Linked DNA regions of Mus musculus: region 1 is linked to region 2. Evidence: chromatin contacts called from public HiChIP or PLAC-seq data. All regions are on one chromosome and are shown on one strand. Each heading gives the region's core, a stretch centred on a gene start, on an enhancer-like site or on the middle of the called end of the contact. The rest is flanking DNA. Distances are from core to core; before and after follow the strand shown. Region 1 overlaps Epb41l1 (erythrocyte membrane protein band 4.1 like 1). Region 2 holds the start of Norad (non-coding RNA activated by DNA damage).

Region 1 (6,225 bases), core at 1,798-4,297, 56 kb after region 2:
GCCTTGATTGGTCCATCTGTGAAGTGGAATCAGGGATGGTCCTTACTTGAGTGAGAGCAAAGGCAACTGTAAAAGTGACTTCTATTTGTCTGATGTAACTGTCGTCTCTGAGGCTTTTGGCCTCAGTCTGTCAGCCTAGGCCTAGTCCTGGAAGCTTCCAGCCTCTTAAACACTCTTACCTAGGCCTAGTAAGCCTCTGAGACTGACTGCTGAGTAAGCTCGCCCTTTCTAGCTCTTTCTGGACTCTGGCTGGCTGGTTCAACTCAACTGTTCTGGCTCAAACCCTTCTCCAAGCTGACTGATTCAACCCAGCTTCTCTTGGCTTGTGACTGAATTGCTCTGCTTGGCCTCATGCTAACTCTAGCAATCTGTTCTAATCTTCTGGCTCCTTCTCATTTTCTGGCTTGTCCTGTCTTCATCTGTGTCTAGCTTGTTCTCTCTCTGTAACCTGTCTCTGTACAACTGTCCCAGTAAAGCTGCTCTCTCTCTGTCTCTCTGTCTCTCAACCGCTCCTTCTTATGTTGGCTCTCTTTGCTCAATACTATGCCTGGCACATAGTAGGTGATTTATACTACTGAGTAGTTAGAACCATGATGGTGATTGATATTTAGATATTGAGATCTGGTGGGGCCATCGAGGCCAGTGATGGTCGTGTTAGTGTTGGTAGTTTCATATGTGTTTGGCACTTGGCAGTTCACAGATCATGTGTCTCTCCATCACAGTACATGCGCTTCTGAAGAGTCGTTAAGGGAAACAGGAGGCGGCAGCAGCTCCCTTGTGCAGAGGGTTAGGCCAATAGCTCCTCATGCTTTCAGCTCGGGTCTCCCTGCCTTGAAAGCTTGATACTCACATACCAGAAGTGCACACTGGCCTGAAGTCCGTGTGTTCAGAGTGGTTGCAGCAACCAGCTCTCCTGCATCTTGAGAGCGCTGAGCCCACAGTGTCTCTGTTTGTTCCATAGCCAGGTAGCTTTCAACACCTAGATTCCCATTTTCTTTTTCTTATCTATTTCCTGCTTTCCCACTCCGAACTCCATGGTTGTGCCTCAGAAAGGACCCTGTCCCCGGCTGCTTCTTGGCTGAGCTTTAAGCCACTTGCCCGTTCCTTGGGCTTTCACCACACACGAGGAGTGTCCTGTATGCTGGAGTGCAGGAAGCGAGCGAATGAGTAAACACATGCTGTGTTTATGTCCCCAGGAGTCAAGTACTGGCCTGGTAGCTCTGGGTGCTGGTTTTAAGGTGAGGCTCTTGGGGGTGAAGTCTCCTCCCCTGTGAATGGCGCATGCCTACCTGTGCCTAGGAAAGATCCCGGAGAGCCTGCTTGTTCTTCTGTCATGTGGGGACATGCTGGAAGGTGCCAGAAAGTAGAGTCCTTAGCAGACACTACATCTGCTGCCACCTTGATCTCAGACATCCTAGCCTTTGGAAGCGTGAGGCACAAAGCCAGCTGTTGATGGTATTTTTGTACAGCAGTAACCCTCAGGGACTGGCAGGGCCTGGGTAGTGACATGAATAGAGCTTTCTTCCAGTCTCTGGAATTTCCGGGGATAGTGAGGAAGGGGTCTCTTGGTTCCTTGGTGTGAAGAGTGATTTTTGAATTTGTAAAAATACCTCTCCTGTAAAAGTTGGGGTGTTCTGGGAAGTCAGTCTTATGTGGGGTCCTATCTCTGCCATGGTCTTGCTGTGTGACCTTAGACTAGTCCATGCTTGTCTCTGGTCTTCTCTTCATTTGCCATGTGAGGATTTGGGTTGAGAGAGGAGACAGTCCCTTCACATCTGTGAGACACACAGGCTCACAGGAGCCCAGCCTTTTAATGAAGCCTTTCTTGCCTACCAGGAGTTTCTTGGTCCCACGGGGTCTAAGGGTGGTTCCTGTCATTTTGCCACCTTCCCTGCCTTCTGTCTTATTTCTCAGACCTACCTCTGGTTTCTTGCATAGTGACACAGCTAGACAGAAGGCCGTCTGTCCCCACCAGGAGGGGAGGGACGTGGAGAGTGGCCCTGGTTAATCCTGATTCACTGCATTCCAGGGATAGAAAGCTGAGAGAACCAACCTGACCCCAGGCGGTGAAGAGACCTCTGGGCTGGGCTGGCAGGTTGGGAGGAGCCTCTCTGTCCTCTCTTTCCGGTCCCAGATTCTTGCTGTCTGCTGCCTTGCCTGCTCCTGCAGCTTTGGGCTCTGCCACCGTTTGGCGCTGACACCTGGACTGGTTTGGCAGGTTTTGCCACACCCGTGAGCAATAGGAGGTTGTGGCTGGGGCAGGCCAGGCCAGAGGAAGCTGCCCTGCCCTTGACCCCCCGCCCAAATCCCAACCTCCCCTCAGCTACCTTCTCCACCTGGGCTGGGCACTTCCTCAGCCTGGTCACTGTGGGTAAATCTAGTCTTTTCTTGGACGTAAGTCTCTTCGTTTGTGAGGCTCTGGCCTCAGTGATCTCCAGTCATACTCTGCTTATTCTAGCTAAAGCTTTACCATGTCTCTCTGTGAAATGTTGATGGTCCTAGGTTCTCAATAAGACAAAAAAAAAAAAAAAAAAAAAAAGACTTCACTTCTCACTGGCTTCCCGCAGAATGTAGGATTAGCTAATGTCCTAGTGAGTACCAAGTGTCTTTGGGAAGTAGCTTCCTTTAGTCCTGTGGCCCTCTCAAAATAGTTGTGTGCAGGGTGGGAGGGCTTCCCCTAGGCCCCTCCCCTAATCAGTTACACAGCTCATGGTTGGTGAGAGCCAGACTTTCTGAGCATCTCCATGGGTGCCAGGTCCTGATCTGTAGTCAACAAAGTTTAGGGGGGAAGGGGGTGGGGGAGGGGAAGAGCAGTTTATCACTGCTGCAGCCCCCAAGAAAGCTGGGCCCCCTCTCTGGACCATAGTTTCTCTCTCTGACAAGGCAGGAATATACAGATTGCCTCTCCTGTCCTCAGAGAATTTGGGTTTTGACAATGTACAGCTTGGAAGAAGGAATAGGAATGAGAAGAAGGTATTCCTGGCCGGCCCTGGAACGAGGAGGCCGTTACACAGAGGAGGAAACAGAAACTGATGTTTACCCAGCATTCCCTCTGAGCTGGTACCACACCTCAGGACCTTTTTATAGGTTATTCCCCTCACTTAGAAGTCTTGCTCTGTCCCTGTTTGTTAGTTGAAACAGGGTTTCTCTGTGTTGCCCTAGCTGTCCTGGAACTCTTCTGTAGACCAGGCTGGCCCTCCACTCAGTCAGAGATCTGTCTGCTTTTGTGAAGTGCTGAGATTAAAGGCGTGTGTCACCAGGCCTGACTGCTTCTTCCAGTTCTTTATAGCCCCTTACCTTTTATGTCTCAGCATATTTAATTCCCTCATCCCACCCACCCCAGCAACTCTCCTATTTATGAGAAAGCTATTGTTATATAGCTCAGGTTAGCCTTGAATTCATGACCTCTGTCCAGACTTGGGGTTGCAGACATAAGCCACCACATCTCCCACATCTTTCTCCCCACATCTCCCTCCCTTGCTCATCACAATTCGTGGTTGGTTTTTTATTTCAAATATTTCATGTCTATTCTCACTTCTACACTGCAGAGCACAGAGAGGCAGTAAGTGGAGGGATGAGAGAGTTCTGGTGGGTGCTTGGCTCACGGCATCCCTCTTAGTAGGTGCTTGGTAAATGGTGGCTTCTAGAGTGAATTAACATGGAAGTAAGTTAATGCCCACTTGTGCATTGGGTGAGGATGCAGCAGCAGCTGCAGTTGGAAAGCCAAGCTAGCAATGGAGCCTTGTGGTCCCTGATGCCCAGCTGTGGTTTAGATGATCGGAAGGTCAGTGCCCAGAAATCATTGCTGATGGGACTGGAGAGATGGCTCAGCAATTAAGAACACTTGCTGTTCTTCCAGAGGACCTGGGTTCAGTTCCCAGCATCCATATGGCAGCTCCCAACCATCTGTAACTCCAGTTCCAGGAATCCAGTGCCTTCTTGTGACCTCTGTGGGCATCAGGACACACATACCAGCAAAATACTCATGCGCATAAAATAAAAAGAGATAAATATTTAAAAAGACACCATTTAGCATATTTACTTGTGTATTTTCTGTTTTTGAGTGATCTGTTTGCATACATGCCTGCATGACAAAAGAGGGCAAAACATCCCATTACTGATGGTTGTGAGCCATCATGGGAGTGCTGGGAATTGAACTGGGGACCTTGGAAGAGCAGCCAGAGCACTTAACCACTGAGCCATCTCTCCAGCAAGTTGTCCCCTGGACAACTCTCTTGAAAGCCTAGGTACAGCCACTTCTTGTTCAGAGAGTCCACGCTTGCCATGGTGTGGGCTAGATAAAGGTCAACCTAGAGTGGACCAGGCTAGACCTTTGCTGACAGGGCCTTGCCAGCCCAGGAGAACTCAGTGGGACATATGCTGTTCTTTCTGGTTTCATTAGTTCCCGCAGTGTTCTTGAGGAGCAGGGGACAAGGCTGCCTAAGAGTCTGATGTTTTTGTTTTTGTTTTTATATCTTCTCTGCGAATGGCCTGTGTGGCATCTGCTGGGTTCATTCACAGCGCTGAATTTGTTTCTTTGTCTATAAGCAGGTTGGAGTTGGTGTCTGCCTCCTAGGAGTCTGAATAAAGGCTGGAGAGGTAATGCAGAGGAGGCTGAGCGGTAACTGTGCTCGTTCAGGATAAGCTGGGATCTTTCATTGAGCCATAGCTCATTCAGAAAGACCTCCCTCCCCGCCCCCCCAAAAAGAGTGCCTGTGTTAGGATCAGTATTGCTGTAATGAAACACCATGACCAAAAGCAACTTGAAGAGGAAAGAGTTTATTTCACTCACAGTTCCATATAATAGTTCGTCATCAAAAGTATCGAGGGCAGAAACCCAAGTAGGGCAGGAACCTGGAGGCAGCAGCTGATGCTGAGACCATGGAGGGGTGCTGCTTACTGGCTTGCTCCCCATGGTTTGCGCAGCCTGCTGTCTTATAGAACCCAGGGAAGGCATGACCCACAATGGGCTGGGCCCTCCCCCATTGATCACTAAGAAAATACCTTACAGCTGAATCTTATGGAGGCATTTTCTTAAGGATTCCATCCTTCAGATAACTCCAGCTTGTTTCAAGTTGACATAAAACTAGCCAGGACAGAGAGCTAGCCGTGGATGCAAAGGAGGCCGTGGGTGAAGGGCCTTAAACAGGAGGAGGGTCTAGAGAGGTCTGAGTTTGCAAGGCATGCTGGGGGCAAAAAGGAGGAAAGGGCAATAGCAAGGGGGAGGTATAGGGGAGAGGGTGCAGGGGAAGGGATGCAGGGGTTGTGTACACCCTGGGCTAGGAGCTAGGACTCTGAGGAGGATCCTGCAGGACATTGGGTTCGGAATGAGGTGAACGGCTTTCCGGCAAGTGATGGGCAGGGCTGAGGACAGGACTCAGGTGGACAGTGGTGGGCTGTTGGCACTGGGTTAACCTCAGGTATATGAAAGTAGAAAAGAGGAGGCACTTTAAGAAGAATGTGAGGAAGAGTGGATGAGTAAGGAAGCAGCTATGTGGGGGAAGGGAGGAGAGGAAGAAACCTGGGTAGGGGAACAACTGGGTTCCTGATGTCTGGACATGCTCACCTTGATGTCTGATTTGAATTTCCTGGCCGAGATGTTTCATGACAAACCCTGAGTTATTTTGTTAATTTAAATTTTATTCTATTACTTTATGTGTATGATTGTATGTGTGTTTACCATGTGCATGCCTGGTGCCAGGGAGGCCAGAAGAGGGCATTGGAGGCTCTAAAACTACAACTGCACAGGGCTGTGAGCTGCCATGTGGGTGCTGGGGGTCACATCCAGCTCCTCTGGAAGAGTGGCCAGTGCTCTTAACCTCGGAGCCATCTCCCCAGCCTTCATGTTTGTTGAGGCACCATATTAGGTAGCCAAGGTTGGCCTTGAACTTTCTGGGAAGCCAAAGTGACCTTGAACTCTTCTTGGTCCTGCAGTCTCCAGCTCCCAGGTTCATTTTACAGGCGTGGGCCACCCTGCTTGACTTTGTTCTGGCTCCGGATGTGGAAAATCCCCGAGTGACTGACTCCTCCTCTGGAGTCAAGCGAGCCCTCCATGGAGACACTGCACACGGCCTGGAGACCTGGCAAGGGGAGCAAAGGCCATTTGGCTTGTAGGTGGCAGTGCTGGGACTCTATCTGGAAACTGGTTTTCAGAATCCATCTGTTCTCTTCAACGTGTGCAGAGGCGATTCCCTTTAGCAGAATGCTTTGTGTGTTCCAGAGCTC
Region 2 (6,378 bases), core at 155-2,654:
CTCTTTAACATCTAGAGTGACTAGATGTTGTAAATTAGGACCCCTTTGTCCTTTACATACACTATGTACAAAGAAAAGCCAAACAAAATGGGATAGTGGGAGATAGTGGTTCCTTTCCACTCACGGACCACAGTAGCTTAGAGCTCTGGATTTCCTTCTGGGAACCAGGGCACAAACACAATGCGGTCAACTCAGGAGAGGTTTGGCTTTTCTTCTCCAAACAATAATTCAAATGAATCCTAACAAAAAGGTATTTACAGCATGTTTACTACTTATAAAATATGGCAGGCACTTCAGAGCAGCTAGAAAGACATTACCCCCAAAACCTGGCATTTTCAAACACACTCAAATACACACACACAGGCACACACGCAAACATGGTGTGGGGGGTAAGAAATGAGGACTAAAATGCATACACAATACAATAGGATAAAAAAGAGAGACACGTCTTCTTCACACGACCAATCTGGCTCCGGGCCTCTTCTTCCTCCTGCTGGATCCTCTAAGGTACTGAACAAACAGGGACGAGTGTCGCTCCTGGGTCTTTCTAGAGGCGGCCTAAACAATTCCATTTCAAAATCACTTGCAGAAGACGTGTCCACGATCTTCTTTTTATGGCGACTGGGTATTCACGTCATCTCCTACCTCTCCTTTACCCTGCGTCGGCAATCTCTACAGTTAGACGTCCAGATTTAGCCAGAAGTCTAAAAAGGGTCGGGGGAAAGGTTGAGAGCAGCTTTTTCATATTATATACACAGGACTTCTACGGCGACAGCGTTTCCGAATGGCCGCCTGCGGTTGTCGCGTCTCGGCTTCTCTCGGGTGGAGGGAAGACCCGCGGCCCAAGAATCGATCGTTCCTCTCGCCGTGATTCGGGGCCCCGCTCACCTTCGTCCAGGCCCATCGAGGCCTCGGTTCATCCAGGTCTGCGTGCTCGGCCACGGGTGGGCCTCCCGTCCCGAGCCGGCGATGGCAGAGTGTTCTTGCTCAGACCCGCCGCCTTAGGCCGCAGAAGCCCCGAAGGCCCAGCCTTGGCCTTCAGGTGGATGCCATTCTTCCCGTCATGCCACGCTCGCCGCCACTTTCGAGGCGTCCTCGAAGGCCTGGCTGGGACTCCTCGGTGGGCCCGGCCCTGGAGAGAGGGCGCCGGTGGAGTCGGGGAGGCCGCCGCCATGCAGGCGCATCGTTGGCAGGGCAAGAGTCGCTGCGGAATGGCCGCGTGGCCTAGCCGGTGGCTGCCTCGAGGGCGAGGGCTCCTGGCGTCCGCAGAGTAGGGACCGAGGCTGCTCCCGGGCCCCTCGGGCTCACCCGGCGCGGGCCGAGGCCGTGAGGGGCCCGGGGCGAAGAAGGCCACACTCCCGAGCTCGCTGCGCTCTCTGCCGGAACTGACTTGGCAATTCTTCTCGCCCAGGCTGGAGCGGCACCGGAAGCCCGCAAAAACACCACCGGAGAGCTAACGTTTCCCCAACTGCAAGGTTCCGGCCGGGAGCGGGGGGGGGGGGGGGGGGGGGGAGCCTGGGGTTGGGGGCGGGGGTCTTTTTTTCTTTAAGTCTCTTTACATCTTTTGTAGAGACTAGAAGGCCAAGGGGAGAATAAAAGGCCAAAAGTGAAAAAGAAAAAAAGAAAAAGCCCACACTAGCAGTCCCAGCAATTTGTGATACATTATAAAAATAATTATAGGCAAACGCCTAAGGGCCTGAAGTACTACACTAGTCTCACTAGAAGTGGTGTTATAAACTAATTACCTAGTAAGATAGTGAACTGCTTGCCTCTTATCTACTCAAATACAACCCCATAGAATTTATTATTCCATGAGGCTAAGAAGGCAAATCGGACCCCTCCCCCCACATCACCCCTCTCACAGTTTCTGTCCACGGTGGTGTGTGTGTGTGTGCGTGTGTCTGTCTGTCTGCCTGCCTGTCTGTTTCTGTCTATCTGTGTCTGTGTAAAAGTTTTAGATGCCCTGGAACTGGAATTATAGACAGCTGAGCTGAGCCATCTCTCCAGTCCCCTGGAACAAAGTCTTGAAGGAGGCAAGGGATAACATAGTCTCACAGAGTGTGTGTAAAGAGCCTCCCTAACAGAAGAGAACAGCAAACAGTTAACAGGCTATGAAATGGACCACATAGGCCTTACCTGCTCCACAAAGAGCTAAGGCCAGGGAAGAGAGGAGGGTTGGATCTGGTCAATGAATACAAGACAGAAATGAGAGCCACTGAAGGGCTTTGAGATGTGCCATGAAAGTCAGCGGAATCAGGGACAAGGTCAGAGATGAGAGCCCTTACAGCAGATGGTGACGTATGGTATACAGTAGTTCTCCTGACCCTGGGTTCCCTTTTTCGTTTCAGCTACCCAGAGGTGAACTGCTTCCCAGAAACACTAAGTGGATAATTTCCCAAATAGTCACTGTGTACGTTTTACATTGCCCATAGTCCATGATGCCCCATACCATCCTTCCAGGATGTAATGTGTGCTGTTGTTTACTGCTTCCACTCACTGGTCAGTTAGTCACTCTCTCAGTTATCCGACTGACTATGATCAAACCACACAGCAAGTTCCAGGTTGGCCAAGGCTGTGTAATAAGCACTCTTCTGCCCCACAAAACATGCCAATGGCAACACTATCCTTGGGCCTGGAGAGATGGCTCAGCAGTTAGTGCTTGCTCTATCAGTGGACTAGAGTTTGGATCCCAGCACCTACATCAGGAAGCACAAGATGCCTGTAACTATAAGGAATCCAAAGCCCCTTTAGCTTCTGTTAAAACGCACACTCACATACGCACACGCACGAAAACACAAACACACATGTGGGCTGGAGAGATGGCTCAGCAGTTAAGAGCACTGTCTGTTCTTCCAAAGGTCTTGAGTTCAATCCCCAGCTACCACAGGGTGGCTCACAACCATCTATAAATGGGATCTGATGCCCTCTTCTGGCATACAGGTGTACATGCAGATAGAGCACTCATACATAAAATAAACAAATTTTTAAAAAAAGACAGAATAAAATGTCATAAAATCATTTTTTATTTAATTATGGTTCCAAAGTACAATGCTATAGTGGTTTTAGCAAATTGGACATCACAAAAAAAGCTATGAAGTGCTTCCTTCAGTGAAAAAGATGAACTTTTCTATTTAGTAAGGAAAGAAAAAAACGTGTATGTTGAGAATGATGAGCTCTATAGTAAGTATAGCCCTCCCTGACAACTGTGCTGAGGGTGGAGCCCACAGCCATGGGCATGCTTAGGATTTGCTCTGCCACTGAGCCACCTCTAGCCTAAGCTTACGACTCTTGATGTAAACACACACAGGATCCCAGTCAGAAAGGCCTTTCTGATGAGAAGCTGCAAGAAGACCACAGACTCTTGTCTACGGTAGATGACCAAGGGCCTGAGACAGGGGAATGACTGGAGGGCTAGAAAACTGAAGCAAAGGTCTCTAGCATTGCAAAAGAAGTGCCTGCCAGACTTAGCACCTGCAGAGCAGGAGTGATCCCATGGGGGAGGGTTTCAGACATGAAGGAGGGCTGGGCGGATAAGTGGGCACAGTGACATATCAAGGAATCAGCCATTGTGGTCCCTTTACTGCACTCTGGCTTCCCCCACAGCCAAGCTAGCTGGTATTCCTGGCACCCAGAGACAGCAGTGATACACATTTCCCGCTTTCTTTCAGTGATGATTTCTTAAACAATTTATTTTTATGCACTTTATATGCATTGGTGTTTTACCTGCATGCACGTCTGTGTGAGGGTGTTGTATCCCCTGGAACAGGAGTTACAGACAGGAGCTGCCATGTAGGTGCTGGAAATTAAACCTGGGTCCTCTTAAAGAACAGCCTTAATTGTTAAGCCATCTCTCCAGCCACTTTGTTGATTCTTTTAGACAGGATCTCATCACTATATTGTCCTGGCTAGCCAGGAACTCACTATGTAAACCAGACCGACTTTGAACTCACAGAGATCTACTCGAGGCTGTCTCCCAAGTGCCGGGCTTGTGCTAACACACACCCAGCAGGGCTTCATATGCAGATGTATTCATTGGGCATGTACTCTGGGCCAGGCACCTTAATAACTGAAGACTTTATTTTTGTTGTCTTACTTGATTTGCAAAGCAATCCTGTGAGGTATGTTGTATTACTCTCCTTACAGATAGGGGGCTATGTAATCTGTCTAGTTCTCAGGAAAAGCCTGTAGTTTAATCCAGGTCACCTGACCCCAGAACTCCCTGGAGCACTACAGAAGATTCTAAGGCCTGAGCAGACACTTGCACACAGAAACTCACAGCTTAGACTCGGAGCAGGCAAGCTAAGAAAAGCCTTTGAAGGACTTTCTATCTTGGGCCAGGCTAGAGATAATGGGATGCAGAATTCTGCTCAATTGGGAGGCAGCTTCTGGGCTAAATCTAAATGGTGCCGTTCAATTCTGAATATCAAGGCTGGGGTGCGTAAGTCCAGAAACTCTAAACAAGAATCTGAGGTCAAAGGTGAGCCAGTTCTATCCACCCTGTCCTTGTGGCTATCTCACATTAAGGATAACATGGGAGAAAAGGTACCAAACAAATGTAGTGAATGTTGCTAACACTTCTCCTTGGAAGCCATCACATGTCAGCCCTGTGACACACAGTAGTGTTTATTAGGGCAAAAGCTCTAAGCTCATTAGCAGGAAAGAGTGCTGAGCGTCAAGCCACCCACACATCTTGCCAGAGAAAGAAACAGTGAAGCCTTCCCTGGGCCTAGACATGCAATACCCACCTCCTTATCAACAGATCTGCACCCAGGCAGATCTGATTGGCAGTTGTGTGGAGGTGTCCGCCAACAACCTGATCATAACCCTCACTAGATCACTGCTTGAGTTTAGGAGTCTAATCTGTTCTAGCCCAGAATTTCTCCAGCTTCCATCATCCCCCAAACCAGCTCAACAGTGTCTTCCATGCCTATGTGCCACAGTGTTTTAGTCCCTTTAGGCTGTTATGAGCAAATATCATCAATTCTGTGTCTTTTATTTATTTTTTAAATTTTATTATTGTTTTTTTAAATTCTGTGTCTTATAATCACTGGAATTTGGCCAGGCATGATGGCATATGACTTAATCCCAGCACTTGGGAGACAGACCTGGTGGATCTCTATAGGGTGTATACCAGCCTGGTCTACATGAAGAGTTCCAGGACAGCCAGGGCTATGTAGAGAGACCCTGCCCCCAAACAAACAAATGACACCCCCCATGCAACAGTAGAAACCTACTCCTTACAGTTCTAGAAGCCCAGGTGTCTGGGATCAGGGAGTCAGTAGATTTGGTATCTTGTGAGGATTTGACTTCTGGTTCACAGATGGAGTCTTCAAGATTCTGTCTCACATGGTAGAAGGGGTCAAGAGTCTCTCTAGAGTCCCTTTTATAAGGACATTAATCCCACTCACAAAAGTTCTAGCCTCAAGACCCAATTGCCTCTAAGACCTTGAGCAGGGAGAGTTAGCTTTCACGTTTAAATTTGTAGGGTTCCCATTACCCACCTATACTTAGAATCCCCTTGTCCCTGTGAAGTCACGGTTGAAATGCTAGTCATATTTTCCATATTTTCCTAACATACACTGAAATAAATATATACTCCTCTCTCTCCTCTTTCTCTCTCTCTCTCTCTCTCTCTCTCTCCTCTCTCCTAACTCTCCTCTCTCTCTCCCCCTCCCTCCCTCTTTCTCTCTTTCTTTTTTTGTTTTTACATGGGATTTCTATGTGTAACCTTGGAACTCACTCTGCCTCCTGAGAGCTGGAATTAAAGGCATGTGCCACTACTGCCTGGCATAAGTATATACCTTTTTAAAAAGACTTTTTTAAAAAACAAAAGCAGCCGGGCGTGGTGGCGCATGCCTTTAATCCCAGCACTCGGGAGGCAGAGGCAGGCGGATTTCTGAGTTCGAGGCCAGCCTGGTCTACAAAGTGAGTTCCAGGACAGCCAGGGCTATACAGAGAAACCCTGTCTCAAAAAACAAAAGCAAACAAACAAAAAAAAATTTTTAAAAATTAAAAAACAAATGCATTTATTTGGCTTGTGTGTTTGTACACATGCCTTCGAGTGTTTCCTTCCATTGTGTGGGTCATGGGATTGGACTCATGGGATTGGTGACTGTCAGGCTTGCCAGAAAGTGCCTTTAGTGCTGAGTTGTCTTGATGGCTCAAATATATAGTTCTTAAAAAGGTCCATCTAGCTGGCGAGATGGCTCAGTGGTTAAGAGCACCGACTGCTCTTCCGAAGGTCCCGAGTTCAAATCCCAGCAACCACATGGTGGCTCACAACCACCTGTAATAAGATCTGATGCCCTCTGCTGGGGTGTCTGAAGACAGCTACAGTGTACTTACATAAAATAAATAAATAAATCTTTTAAAAAATTG

What was found. HiChIP or PLAC-seq counts read pairs in DNA pulled down with a chosen protein or histone mark.
Region 1: an H3K27ac HiChIP or PLAC-seq map of embryonic stem cells shows a contact between it and region 2, with 38 read pairs. The contact joins the enhancer-like site here to the promoter of Norad in region 2. A contact is called at or near these places in 5 of 39 promoter capture datasets (embryonic stem cells, hippocampal neurons, maxillary cranial neural crest and 2 more), 1 of 15 datasets of contacts at CTCF or cohesin (the NIH/3T3 cell line), 29 of 484 Hi-C or Micro-C datasets (the C2C12 cell line, the N1E-115 cell line, astrocytes and 13 more), 6 of 115 datasets of contacts at active chromatin or transcription factors (cardiomyocytes, embryonic stem cells, hepatocytes and 2 more) and 1 of 9 other capture datasets (embryonic stem cells).

The regions. Positions count from the first base shown.
Region 1 is chr2:156,445,449-156,451,673 of GRCm38.p6, forward strand. The region is part of intron 2 of Epb41l1 (erythrocyte membrane protein band 4.1 like 1); the gene reads left to right. Among named protein-coding and RNA genes, the nearest start is that of Epb41l1, 27 kb to the left of the region's middle. Within about 2 kb of position 3,048, at least 78 of the 459 cell types and tissues checked have an H3K27ac peak or open chromatin away from gene starts, as enhancers often do. A contact at or near this core is called in colorectal tumor organoids, differentiating embryonic stem cells, embryonic stem cells and 5 more, where this site is marked.
Region 2 is chr2:156,391,575-156,397,952 of GRCm38.p6, forward strand. It overlaps Norad (non-coding RNA activated by DNA damage), which reads right to left and starts at 1,405. Exons shown (of 1, transcript NR_024329.1): 1 at 1-1,405. All of the region lies in intron 2 of Gm14170 (a long non-coding RNA gene), which reads right to left.